Linked DNA regions of Sus scrofa: region 2 is linked to region 1. A link is a contact called in public promoter capture Hi-C data. All regions are on one chromosome and are shown on one strand. Each heading gives the region's core, a stretch centred on a gene start, on an enhancer-like site or on the middle of the called end of the contact. The rest is flanking DNA. Distances are from core to core; before and after follow the strand shown. Region 1 holds the start of DERL1 (derlin 1). Region 2 holds the start of ZHX2 (zinc fingers and homeoboxes protein 2).

The links. Promoter capture Hi-C pulls out the DNA fragments that hold promoters and counts their contacts.
Region 2: a contact with region 1 is called in a promoter capture Hi-C map of liver, with 2.6 times the contacts expected there. The contact joins the promoter of ZHX2 here to the promoter of DERL1 in region 1. A contact is called at or near these places in 1 of 5 promoter capture datasets (liver), 4 of 47 Hi-C or Micro-C datasets (fetal skeletal muscle, liver and skeletal muscle) and 2 of 2 datasets of contacts at active chromatin or transcription factors (alveolar macrophages and skeletal muscle).

The regions. Positions count from the first base shown.
Region 1 is chr4:16,307,097-16,314,099 of Sscrofa11.1, forward strand. It overlaps DERL1 (derlin 1), which reads left to right and starts at 3,311. Exons shown (of 8, transcript NM_001244479.1): 1 at 3,311-3,605. The coding sequence starts at 3,453.
Region 2 is chr4:16,551,290-16,558,292 of Sscrofa11.1, forward strand. It overlaps ZHX2 (zinc fingers and homeoboxes protein 2), which reads right to left and starts at 2,570. Exons shown (of 5, transcript XM_021088974.1): 1 at 1,420-2,570.

The sequences.
Region 1 (7,003 bases), core at 2,061-4,560:
AGACTATAGAATAGTGTCCTTCTATTCTATAGAAACTGCTTTTGTTATTTATTTATTTATTTATTTTTGCCTTTTCTATGGCCGCGCCCACGGCATATGGAGGTTCCCAGGCCAGGGGGTCTAATCAGAGCCGTAGCCATCGGCCTACGCCAGAGCCACAGCAACGTGGGATCCGAGCCACGTCTTCGACCTACACCACAGCTCACAGCAAAGCTGGATCCTTAACCTGCTGAGCAAGGCCAGGGATCGAACCTGCAACCTCATGGTTCCTAGTCGGATTTGTTAACCACTGAGCCACGACGGGAACTCCTGCTTTTGTTAATTAACATCAAGGACAAGGTGCTGAGAAATGTTCTCTAAAACAATAGATTGGCAGAAACTTTGCTGTTTGAAATTATATCATTGTGGATGAAACATCCCATTCTTGCTGAAGGACTTGAGGCATAAGGGTCATTTTGACACAGGATATTAAATCCAGGTACAAAGCTTTAGATAAGTTTTCAGCCCAACATTCCATATTTATCTTAATTTTGAGATTTCCAAAGAAAGAGAACCCTGGGTTTGCTATTCAGCTTAGGATGAAGCATGATATTAATACTTACACACAGCCCTGCTCTGCTTTGAGCATATCAAAACACAGCTTTACTGAAATATTAGCAACACTCAACCCTTCTTTATAATTCAATCATGTCCCTATTCTCTTTTGTTTGGTGAGATGGTTCAGGTTCCTCTGGAGGGCAGTTTGCCTCTCAGTAAGTTAATAAACCTCACCCTGTGGACCTTAGATGTGTTCCTAGGGGTCACTATTGAATGGCCTCAGCAATTTTTAACTGTAGGTTCTTGCATGGTCGGGCCACTCAAGATGACTGTTCTCTTGCTCTCTATACGTCCTCTGCTTGAACTGATTCACCTTCCTACATACTTGCCCCTGCCCCGGCTAGTGACAGTTCTCATCTTTAGATCAGAACATCTCCACCAGAATAGCTTATCAAACAGGTGGTGAGGGGCGTGCCCATCTGGTAGTTTCTCTGGTAAGTGATGAGTCAACTTGACATAAATTCCCCCTAACTGGTAACACCCCCCTCCTCCAGGTAGCAAAGACTGCTGCCATATCCTGCCTGCTGTCTGCCACACATGGTGGGGTGTCACTCCAGGACCTTGGGTCAGACATGTGCGATCCCCCACCCATTAAACCATTGCTGTCGCTGGGCTTTCTTCAGCCTTGGAGCTGGGCAAGAACAGGGCTTGCAGACCTGCAGGGTGCAGCCCAACAGTCCTACTTCTGAAAAAAACAGGAAAAGTCCTACTCCATACCCTTCGATAATTTCTTTTAAAAACAAGATGGAGGTACAATCACTATGGAAAACAATGCGGAGGTTCTTCAGAAAACTAAAAATAGATTCCTGTATGATCCAGCAATCCCATTCCTGGGCATATGTCTTGACAAAACTATAATTCAAAAAGATATATGCATCCCTATGTTCATTGCAGCACTACTGGCAGTAGCTAAGACATGGAAGCATCCTAAATGGCCATCAACAGATGAATGGATTAAGAAGATCTGGTACATATACACAATGGAATACTACTCAGCCATAAAAAAGAATGGAATAATGCCATTTGCAGCAATGTGGATGGACCTAGAGGTTATCATACTAAATGAAGTAAGTCAGAAAGAGAAAGGCAAATACCATACAATATCACTTATATGTAGGATCTAATATAGGGCACAAGTGAACCTATCTACAAAACAGCAACAGACTCACAGACATAGAGAAGAGACTTGCAGTTGCCAAGAAGGAGAAGGGAGGGGGTGGGAAGATCTAGGAGTTTGGGGTTAGTAGATGCAAACTATTACATTTAGAATGGATAAGCAATGAGGTCCTACTGTATAGCACAGGGAAATATAGGCAATCTCTTGGGATAGATCATAATGGAAAATAATATATTAAAAAAGAAGGTAAAAACAAGGTGGATTTTCATCTATCTGTAACTTAAGTCCTACCCAATAAACCAGATTAATAGTCATGATCATTTCTGCTTTCAGTTCCTCCAAAATTCCAAGCCAGTTGGAATTGCTGACTGAAGAAAAACACACAATCTAAGTCGCAAGTTAAGTTTTATTCAAGGAATTTACTGAGGACTATAGCCCCAGACCCAGCCTCTCGGGTAGCTCAGAGGACCTGCTCTGAAGAGGTAAGGGAGGAGTCAGAATATATAGGATTTTTGGCTGAATACAAACAAACCATGTAGTCACGTGTCAAAATATTACAGCTAATCACAAAAATCAGACATCTAAATGATTTTAGCGCTTTTTTGTGTAAGGGAAGATGCAAGATTCTGGCTCATTGAAATTATTACTTAGATATGCATCTTAACTGGGCCAGTATCCTCTTTTTCTCCTTCCTGAATCCCTCTAGGGTGCACCATCCGGGTGGCTGCAGTGGCTGATGACTTGACGGCAGGCAACATTCACTTTACTGGAATGGTGGCTGCAGTGGCTGATGACTTGACGGCAGGCAACATTCACTTTACTGGAATGGAAGGCAGCATTCTTTGTTTACTGAAATGGCCGTCAACATTTTTTTTTTTTTTTTTTTTTTTTTTTTGGTGCACAGAGCGGCTGTTTCCTCTGAATGGAAAACTCCCCATATCTTTGCAGGGGGCTGGGGTGTGCGTGCTCAAAGGTCACTTTCTCCGAGTTCTCTCTGACCAATCCCATCTAAAGCAGATTTCTCTCCCCACACTTCCCCACTCCCACGCAGTCACTCTATCCCCATCTTCCTAATTTATTTGCCTTTTTCTCCTTATCTCTTTAAATTGTTCAATTATTTGTTCATTCACTGTTATTTTTGTTAGTATGTAAGCTCCAGGAGAGAAGGTACCACAACGACTCTGCTAGTTGCAGCACCTCTGGTGTCTAGAACCCTATGTCGCACTTGGTAAGCTCTCAATAAACATTTGCGTAACGAATGAACAAAGAGGAACTACATTGTACTTTGCCTCCTCCTTTCCCTTTGACTACCCTACAAAATGTACCCACCTGGATTATAAATCAGGCAGGAACCCGGTAGAAGGCATTCAGCCTCGCCATTGGCTGGAGTATTTGTCGTTGCTCCCGGCAACCACTGTTTTCCACCAGTCGTGTTGTCGCCCCGCCTGGCCCCGCCCCCAAGCTCCGAACTTCCTTCCAGTGGTAAAAACCTGCTAGCTCTTTAAGCGGCGGGACTTCTGGTTAACGTCGTCTGCGGCCTCCGGAAGGGGAAGTTCGCCGCCGAACGCTCCCTCGCTCGTCCGAATTCGGTGGCGCCACGTCCGCGGGTCTCCGCCTTCTGCACCGGGGCTGGGGCGGCTCCGCCTCGACACCTTCCACTCACCCAGGAGGCCGCGTCGGAGGGGGCCGGGACCGGGAGTCGGACGGCTGTGCACATCCCGGCCACGACGAGGCGAAGATGTCGGACATCGGGGACTGGTTCAGGAGTATCCCGGCTATCACGCGCTATTGGTTCGCCGCCACCGTTGCAGTGCCCTTAGTCGGCAAACTCGGTCTCATCAGCCCGGCCTATTTCTTCCTCTGGCCTGAAGCCTTCCTTTATCGCTTCCAGGTATTGACCGGCGATGGGGGAAGTGGAAACTACAGGCCCCAGGTGGCCCCGCAGCGGCGGAGCGTAGACCCGCCGGTTGCGGACGCGCGGTGTCTGGTGGGATTTGTAGTGCGGCGGCTCCAGGGGTTTAGGGCGGGGTCCTGTGGCCCAGGGATAAGGTGGAGGCAAAGGAGTCTGAGCCTGGGCCTGGATAGCTGGAGGCGTGGAGAGTCCTCGGTTTGGCCCAATGGAAGGGGACCGATTTCGCCATGCTGTTAAGTCTGTGCTCCCCGCCCTCTGTACCCAGAGAAGGCGGCAGTGGGGAAGGTAAGTCTAATACTTGTCAGTCTGTCGGAGGCCAGTGATTAGCAGCCTGGGGCCACCTGGAGTATGGCCCTCTGAGCTCCCTCTGCCACCCACGTGGATGGCATGTGGACCACGGCTTGCCCAACAGCCAGCTGAGTCTTTTGTATGTTGATGGCGTTTCTTCCCTGGCAGGAGTGATTTGAAGACAGAGGTGCGAAGAGTGAGTTTGTTTATTTGTGTGTCTCCTTGGCTCTGGCAGGTAGTAGTTGAATTTATAAAGGACTGAGTAAAGAGTAAATTGCTCCAGAAATGGAAGGCCCTGTTTGTTTTTGTCTTGGTTTTTTCTTAAGCATGAAGGAAACAGCCCAGAGTAACATTCCTGACAAGAGAATATTAGTTTTCTGGAGGTTATCTTTATTCACTGGATTCTGTGATTTAAATCTTTCATCAGACCTGACCTGGAGGCAGGTCAGATACCAAGATCAGAAATTAATTTCAACACATCCTTTGGACTTTGTTTAACACTCTTTTGTCTTTGCAGTCGTCACTGGCCATTTCTTAGTCTCCCTTGCTGGTTCCTTACCTTCCTGACCTTTAAATGTTGTGATGTGCCCCAGGACTCTTCAGAGTCTCCCTAGCTGTAGGTGATCTCATTTAGCTTAATGGCTTTAAATAATTTCTATAAACTGAAGATTCTCAAATACAAATACACCTCTTTGTCCAGAGCTGTCTCACTTCCAAACTTGTACATCCAGCTGTAGACTTGAAATTACCACTGAGATGACTAATAGACAAATCAAACTTCATGAGTGTAAAACAATGCCCTTTTCGCTGAAGTAAATAGCAACTTCAGCATTGCAGGAGCTTAAGCTAATAGTCATGGAGTCATCCTTGACGTCTCAAACATCCCACAGTCTCTTAGCAGATTTACTTCAAGTAAATATTCAGAATACAGTCCTTTTTTGTTCTCCAATGCAAGCCATTGTCATACCAGCCCTGTTCCTTTCAGTCTTTTCTCTACAGAGCTAGAGTGATCCTCTTAGAACATAAATCATGTTCTGTCAGTCCTCTGCCCAGAGGCTCTTTTTTTTTTGGCTGCACCTTAGCCATCTGGAAGTTCCCAGGCCAGGGATTGAACCTGTGCCACAGCTGCGGCAGTGCCAGATCCTTAACAATCTGCTCTGCCCCACGGGAACTTCCTGTCCAGAACCTTTTAATGTTTTCTCAACTCAGCCAGTGAAGCCCAAGTCTTTTCAGTGGCCTGCAAGGCCCCCTGCTGCTTCTCGGACCTCATCTCCTACTGTTCTCCATCTTGTATATATTAGGCTCCACAGTGGAATCCTTGATGTTTCTTCAGCACCTCACTCCATCCCTCCTCAGGGCCTTTGCACATGTTGTTTTCCAGCTTGAGGAAGACAGCTGTGGTTTACAAGCCTTACCTCCTTTAAGTCACCCCAACTGCCACCTTGTTGGCACGGCCTTATCTGATTGCCCTCCATGAAAATGTACCCCTTCTTCACTCTGCCTCCCTTAATTTTTCTTGCTACATAGCACTGCTTGATGTTAGCTCACTTCAGAGAATAAAGCTCCATGAGAGCCACTTGTCTTGTTTATCACTGTCTTTGTTACCTAGAATAGTGTTTGGCATGTAGCAGGTGCTTATATATTGGTTGAATGCCTGGAAATAATTGAGTACTTGCCAGTGCTGGGCACTGGGGGTACAGGAGTGAATAGCACAGGAAAAGTCCCAGCTCCTATGAAGAAAACAAGAGAGAGGCATGTGACGGAGAGCGACTTTGATAGAGTGTTCCAGAAAGGCCTCAGAGAAGCTATGTGAACTGAAACCTGAATGATGAGCTTCGGGTAGACCTGGCTCTGGGGCCAATCTTCCAAGAAGAAGGACTAGAAAGTGAAAGTCTTAGAAGCAAGAATTAGACGGCTGTCAGGATGAGGATTGGTAGATGAAGACAGAGCGATAGCTGGGGTGAGAGCACTAACCTGAAGATGGAAGGTAGGCTGGGGCTGGATTGTATAGGGCTTTGTGAGTTTGAGCTTTATCTTAAAGACTGTCGACTAGAAAGGACTGGAAGATTGCCTTGACTGCTCTGGACTTGGTGTGTAAGTGGGGGAAAGGGGAGCTGGCTAACAGGATAGGAGACATAAGCTAAGTTAGGGAGCAGGAGAGATGGTGGTTTGGACCAGCATGACTGTGAAGAAGGACGTGGATAGATTTGGGCGTTGGAGTGGACAAGACTGTAGCTGCATGGATATGAAGGGTTAATGGACAAGATGTAGCCGAATGGATATGAAGAGTGCATGGGTGAAGGGAGCAGGACTCAGGATGTCATGGCTTTCACAGCAACTGAGTGGCTGGTGGAGCGCTTTTTTGAGCCTGGGAAGGAACATTTAGGGAGACTTAGGTTTGGGGGTTGGGAAGGGTATCGATAAAAAGTTATATTTTGGCTTTGTGAAGTCTAGAGATGCTTTTTCGGCATCTGAAGTGGAGAAGTAAGTAGGCCCTTGTACCTTAGAGTATGATTTGGGTGTGCAGCCAGCATTGCTACACTTTTCTACTCGCTTTGGTAACACAGTTGTTGCTCACGGGAATGTTGCACTTTGTGCCTGGTGGCATGTTGGGTAATGCGCTGCATGAGGAGCAGCGGTCATAAATGAGAGATGCCTGGTCCAGACTGGCTCTTTGGCCCTCCTTGCAAAATCTTGCTCACTTCTGCAGTCAACTTAGTAAAAATAAGTCTTTCTAATAGACTACAGGTGTCTGATGGTGAAAGCGGCGAACTGATTGGAAAGGTTCATGTCGCACCTTCCTAATTTTCCCATCTTCCTGGCACTGAAGGCAAGGCAAGAAGCTGCTAGTAGGAGGCAAGTGTGCCCAGGTGTGGAGAGACCAGTGTCTCTACTCGCTGCTACTCTGACTCCTGCTCTTTCTGGTCACCTGGAGGAACTCATTTGCAAGTGAAGCAGTTAAAGGAAAAGCTGCATCTGAGAGGCTAATAGGTGAGGCTGAACAGCATGTGTTTTTTTTCTGCTAGAGGCTCATCTTTTCCTTAAAACCTCCATCTTTGAAAAAACTGGCATGATCATTTACAATCGTG
Region 2 (7,003 bases), core at 1,320-3,819, 240 kb after region 1:
AATCATCAGAGAGCAGAAAGGGCAGAACTCCAGGGCCTGAAAAGACTTGGTGATCTCTGGAGCCCAAGATGGGCAGCGACACTTTCAAAGGGGAGGGGTCCAGGGAAGGCTCTTTCCCCACCTTCCTCCTCCCTCACCTCCCAGACAAACAAAAGGCCATCTCGCAAATAGCTGAAGGCAGAGACCCCACTGGCGTCGACGCTGATCCATCAGGTGGAAGCCCGAGCACATCACGACTTGGCTTCCCAGTCAAGTTTTCTCCCCAGCCTAACACACCACCCTCCTCCTCCTCCTCCTCCTCTGCCGCCGCCTCCCGAGCTCCGCACAGCGACGAGGCCAAGCGGACCGTTCCGTGATGCTCACTGGTTTCCAACTTTCCGCTCATCTTCGTCTGCGCAGCCTCCTGCAGAGCGGCTGGGAAAGGGGCAAGTTTGCAAAGGCGAGGACCCCAAGTCCTGGGGAAGCCACAAAGCAGCCGAGACACCAACAAAGATGAACCGCTCGTGGGGCAGACGAAGAGCGCCAGCTGCCCTGCCGGGGGGCGACCGTGGGCTTGGGCGGGCAGAGGCGGGCCGCGGGCGGAGGACAGCGGGGGCCCCGCGGCTCCCCCCGCCCCGCCCCCCAGGCCCTCGCCACGCGGGTTCCCCGGCACCTGAGCGGGGCGTGGGGACAGCGCCGCGCTGCGGCTCGGCCCGCGGCAGGTAGCTCGGCTCCCCGCCCGCGCCGCGCGCCCGCTGCCTGCAGCCACCAGGAGAGGAGAGGCAGCCTCAACCCACGGCGTCATGCTTCCTGCCACCACAGTACGGCGAATCGTCACCGGGAGAGGGGAGAAGAGGGGAGAGCGGGGGAGGGAGGGAGGGGAGCACACACACGCAGCCCCCCGCCTGCCCGAACCCGCGGAGCCGGGGCCACGTCCCGGTGGAGTCCCCGTGGGACCGGCCCCGTTCGCACAAAGCGCCGCAGTTTGGCCAAGAAGGGAGGGAGCCGGCCACGAAATAAATAAATAAAAACAGAGTCGGGTCTACGTAACGCCCTGTCGAAAGCGGACGCCATATTTTTTTGTGGCTTATGTCGACATAGGGAAACGTAGACATGTTTTTCCTCCTCCTCCTCCTCCTCGGTCTGCCTCCCATTTATCCAAACTTGTAATCAAAACTCTTTAAAAAAAAATCTCCCCCCGCCTCTGGATCCTCTGATTTCCTCCCACCCGCAAAAAAGAGCCTGCACCCCACCCCCCCTTCCGCGCCCCCCTTCCAATCACAAACCCGGCCAAGTCCCATTAACAACACATTTTCGGGAGCCGCGGCGGCGGCGGCGGCGGTGGGAAAGTTGGGCTGGAGTGGCCGGTGCCCGGCGTGCGGGGCTCGGGGCCGGCCGCGCCGGGCGGGGGGTGCTCCGCGCCGGGGCGAAGTTTCTTACCTGCGCCGGGGCTGGGAACGCGGGGACCCGGGCTGGGAACGTGGAGACGCGGCACGGGCGTTCCAAAATGGAACTCTGCTGGCTCCCCCCACCCACTCCCCACTCCTCACCGGGCGCCCGGCTCGGGCTCCGTGGGAAAGAGGGGGAAAGCCAGCCTGCCAGACAGACAGACAGAAGAAGCCCCCGTACGGAGAACAGTGGCCAAAATTTTTAAAAGAAAAAAAAAAAAAAGAAGGAAAAAAAAAGGGGAAAAAAATGTCTCGATCAGTGGGGAATCTACGCCAAAACCCACATGATCTGTAACGTCAGCATGCGTATTTGCATACGATACCACCACCCGAGCTGCCACCCGGGCTCGGGTTCCGCAGAAAGTTACAAAGTGAAATTCAGCCCCCTCCGGAGACGCCGGCGAAATGTCATTTTCAGGCGAGAGCTGGGGGGGAGGCCAACCCTAAAGGCGCTGGTTACTAGCCAAGGTTGGGGGGTGGGCAGTAAATTAACTTAAAAGTCTGAGCCCAGTAACGGACTCGGTGGAATTTCTGCGAGGGGAGGAGGGGGAGGCGCGAGCGAGATCATTGAATATTAAGCACGACCCGGCGCGGCGGCCGCGGCCAAACCCTCCTGGTGCAATACCCATTTTCTTTATGAAAAGTTCAAGGTGTCACTGATGAGCTCGACAAACTGTTGATCCTAACCACGTGGAGTGGCCGACGGAGGGACCGCTGGGCGCGGCTGCTCGCTGAGCGGGCGGCACCCGGGACCCCGCGTCCCTCCTGCAGAGCAAACGGCAGCGCGCGGGTGGGGCCGCCGCAAGCCCAGGGCGCTGCCTGCGCTTTCTCCCGCCCTAGGACTCAGGGAAATAATAACAACTTAAAAAAATTTTTTTTTTCTTTTTTAAAGCGAGACACATTTAACTCCTGGAGTAGTAATAAGAGGGCTCGGAGTAGGGAGGGTAAGGAAGAGCCCCCACTTATATAACGACTCGAAATTAGATGACTTTTGCTGAAGAGATTCTGAGATTTCCGCTTGCGCCAGGTCTGAGGTTGGTTAAACATCCTCAAACTTTTTTTCCTAAGAGCCAATAAACAAACAGACGCCCTGGGAGCTGACTTAAACTCTTGTCGGGCCAGCGCTCGCTGGGATTCTCAGACTTCGGAGAAATGCACACCCCTGCGGCGCTGGCAGGGAAGTCCCTCGGAAGCGAGGCGGGTCACTTTCGAAACTGGGACTCTGGCCTTCCCGGCGGGAGGGCATCCCTAACCGCCGCCGCCCCCTGGATCCCCTCGGGCGGCTTAGAGCAAAGGCAGGTCAGAATCTCGCTGCCCTCCGCCCGCGGCCTCGGGAACCGTGAACTCGCGTTTTGGGCGCGGCGCTTCAGCTGCAGTGTTCAGCTAAGGGCTCCAAGGGATTTGGGATTCAGGGGACGCTTTGGCATTTCACAGAACCTGTCTGCGCCGCCTGTCCCTGCCAGGTGGACCAGTTTCTCCTCGGTGGGCATCTCGACGCGTCAGCATCTCCCAAGTGTGTGCTGAGTGCGAGCGCGCACTGGGCGAGCGGGGGCCAAGGGGATGCTGTCTGGGGTCTACTTTTGACATTTTGAGAGCAGCAAGAAGACAAAGGGAGCCTGGGGCTGGGAGGCTCCGCGGAGTCCCCGCCCGCGCTGAGGATTAGCAGGCGCGGAGCGTCGGGGCTTCCCGGCCAGCCTTAGCTTGGGGGGAATTAGAACGAACTCTAGCGGCGGCTTGCGACTCGGCTCTGGGCGCTAGGACAGCAACAGGTGGCCGTGTGCGGCGGAGTGGCTGGAGGCGAGGACGGAGACGGGGTGAAAATGGCTGGCTCCCGGGCTGACTGCGTGGTCAACGCATTGGTTGACCTTTTGGCATTTTCGTTTCTGAGGCTGAGGAGAAGAAAGCAGCTGAAAGGCTTTCTCAGGGTCTCCCTTTAGGGCTCCAATTTCTCCACCAGAACCTGTTCTTTGGGTTCCCAGAAATTTTTACAATAAAAATAAAAATAGCTCATATGCAAAACTTTCTACTGGCTTGCACCTGTTTGTTCCGTTATTGCTGATGCAGGGTTGTTTGTTAACGGTGCAGGAAACCAGGTACTGGCTTTGAAGGAGGTCTCTTTTCCTAATGCTCTCAGATCTGAGAGGCAAACTGCCCAGGTTCTTAAAGGATTTATTAAGAACTTCCTGGGTGACTATGATCCAGATGCTATCGCATCTTTCTCAAACTCATTCCATATCTACTGTCTAACATCCTAATGTGCTTGCTGTCAATATCAGAATTTAGGGATGCTGAGTTTTTTTCCTCTTCCCTCAAGGATGTGCATGAAGAGAGAAAGAAAAAGAAAACAATCCCACCAACTATAATATTTTTATATTGCTTACTCTTGACTCTTCCAGGTCATTCCACTGCTTCCCTACGCCCCCCCCCCATAACTACAGTTCCCTGTTTCCATGGAAGTTACTGAAACCTTAAGAAAGTTGTATCTGTTCTGAGGCTGCACCTCCTTTTGCTGGTCATCCACTTAGAAGGGATTTCTATAAGCCATGTTTCCTCTGTCCCCCCCTCACTACCGTCTTCTTTTGGTTGGGCGAGCGGATAATAGGATGGAAGGGTCAGGCATGAGCCACACCGGGTAGACCCTCTGGACCGTCCATTGAGCTTTCATGTCTTCAGGCCACTTGTATCTCTTGGACACTGTGGGGGCATCTGATGTGCTGCAGTGTCTTTAAATTGTTCAGAGTTTAGCATGGGCCGGACCTTCCCTATATAAGCAGACAGCAGGGGATTAAACAAGGGTGACTTTTGCATTAAGAGCTACGATTTCAGTTTGCTTCACGTGTAGGTGGAGGAGGCAGACACTTACCTGATGTGATTCAGGAGCTCTGGAATCAATAATTATAGGAGTAGTGCTTATTGAGTGCTTTGTGTGCCTTTGCCAATTGCTGGTTAATCTTTTTTCAAACTGAAGTATAGCTGATGTACGATATTGTTTTAGTTTCAGGTGTACAGTTCTTAATCTTTACAACAACCCTAACAGGCATTGATTCTCGGAATGTTTTGTCTCAGGCCCCCTTTAGACCCTTCAAATTATTAAGGACCCCAAAGAGCTTTTGTTTATGTAAGTTATATACATCTTGATATTTATTAGAAATTCAACTGAAAAAAACCCCAAAGCATGGGAATTTACAAACACACTTTCCATTAGCCATCAGAGCAATAACACATGACATGTCATGTAGGCTTTGGAAATCTACTGTATACTTGAGAAAGAATACGAATGAAAAGGGCAGGTACTGTTTTAGCCCTATTACCAAAGTAGATTTGACCTTGAGGACCCCAGGAAGGGTCTTGGGGACTGTTAGGATCCCTGTATAACAGCTGGAGAATCACTGTTAGGATAAGTTCTATTATTATGCATATTTCACAAATGAGGAAGCCCAGGCAGAGAAAGCAAGGACTTTAACTGGGTTCTTTAGAGACCAGAGCCGGAGTTCTTTTTTTTTTTTTTTTTTTTTTCTCTCTCTATTTTCTTTTTGTCTTTTTAGGGCCGCACCCACGGCATTTGGAGGTTCCCAGACTAGGGTCTGTTTCTGCTGACCTATACCACAGCCACAGCAACACCAGATCCAAGCCGCATCTGCGACCTACACCACAGCTCATGGCAATGCTGGATCCTTAACCCACTGAGCAAGGCCAGGGATCGAACCTGCTACCTCATGGTTCCTAGTTGGATTAGTTTCCGCTGCGCCATGAAGGGAACTCCCAGAGCTCTTAAGGATAGTACAATTCTGCCCGTGAACAGCCTAGAACAGCCTCCAGTGCTTCCCAGGACTACTTTTATTAATAGCAATTACCTTTTGAGCCTCTATTATGTGCCAGCCCTTTTAACATTATCTTGCCAAATCCTTACGACCTCCTCCCTGTGGGTGTTATTGCTCCCATTTTACAGATGACAAAATTGCAGTTCAGAGAAGTTAAGAAGCTTCTTCAAAGTCACTTAGCCAATAAGTAAAGAACCTGGATTCAAATCTTTGTCTGGTGGTTTTAAAATCGAGGAAAGACAAGATATGGTGAGACCTAGGCCTGGCTGGGAAATCTTGAAAATTTAGAAATGGCAGGAGGAGAAAAAATAAAAACACAGCAGTAGCCTTATAGGGCCCCCAACCTAATGACATCAAGTCTACACTGGCTGGTGAACCCAGAAGAAATGGGGTGGCATCAAAATTTGGAACTGAGATGGGAATGGTGGGGTCATCCCTTCCAGCTGTCTGATCCCTGCATGTACATGCTGCATAAGTTGTTGTCGTTTTTAATAAATGAAAAAAGAAAACACAAAACAGAGAAGTTGGAGTTCCCATTGTGGCTCAGCAGGTTCAGAACCCAATGTAGTGGTCGTGAGGATGTGTGTTCCTTTCCTGGCCTCCCTGAATTGGTTAAAGATCTGGCACTGCAGAGTTCCCGTCGTGGCGCTGTGGTTAACGAATCTGACTAGGAACCATGAGGTTGCGGGTTCGGTCCCTGCCCTTGCTCAGTGGGTTAACGATCCGGCGTTGCCCTGAGCTGTGGTGTAGGTTGCAGACGCGGCTCGGATCCCGCGTTGCTGTGGCTCTGGTGTAGGCCGGTGGCTACAGCTCCGATTCAACCCCTAGCCTGGGAACCTCCATATGCCGTAGGAGCGGCCCAAGAAATAGCAACAACAACAACAACAACAACAACAACAAAAAAAAAAGACAAAAAAAAAAAAAAAAAAAAAAGATCTGGCACTGCCGCAAGCTGCGGTGTAGGTCACAGACGAAGAACAGATCTGGCATTGCTGTGTCTGTGGCATAGGCCTCAGCTGCAACTCCAGTTCCACCCCTGTCCCTGGAACTTGGATATGCCACAGGTGTGGCCGTAAAAAACAAAACAAAACAAACAAACAAAAAATAGAGAAGCAAGCAAGAAAAAGAGAGCACCAGCAGCTCAACAAGTATTCGCTATAATTTCGGTATATATCCTCCCATATGTTATATTTATTTACTTTTTCCGTTATAAGACTCTTAAGAGAAATGAAAACTATTAAATATCAACTTCCCAACTGTAGCATGGAATGGCCACAGCTTGACGTGTCTTACAACAAAGCGAGACAGAGGGTGACCTTTTGGAACATCCAGATTGCTTTACTGAACACCTGCAAGTGAGAGGAAGAAAGGAAGCTGCTAGACAGAGGCTGTCTCCTTCCCTGTCTGCGTCTCCCCACCCATGGCTTGATATATAAAATGTTTCATGCCTTGAGATCAATCCCATGGCATTGGTAGCATCAGAGCTGGGACTTGATGTTTTCAAATTTACAGCAGGAGCTTGGCTTGGCAGCGACTTGATCCTACTTTGGAGTGTAGAGCCAAAAGTTTACGAAATGGGAAAAACTCGGAGCTTATTCCTTAGTAGATTTTACAGTCTGGTTTGATCCTCGTATCTTCTCTGTGAGGAAAGCAGTACTATGGTTCCCATTTTGCAGAAAAGGTTACTGACGCTTGTGAAGTTTTAGTGCCATTAGCTCAAGTTCACGCACGAAATTCAGGTCAGTGATTTAAATC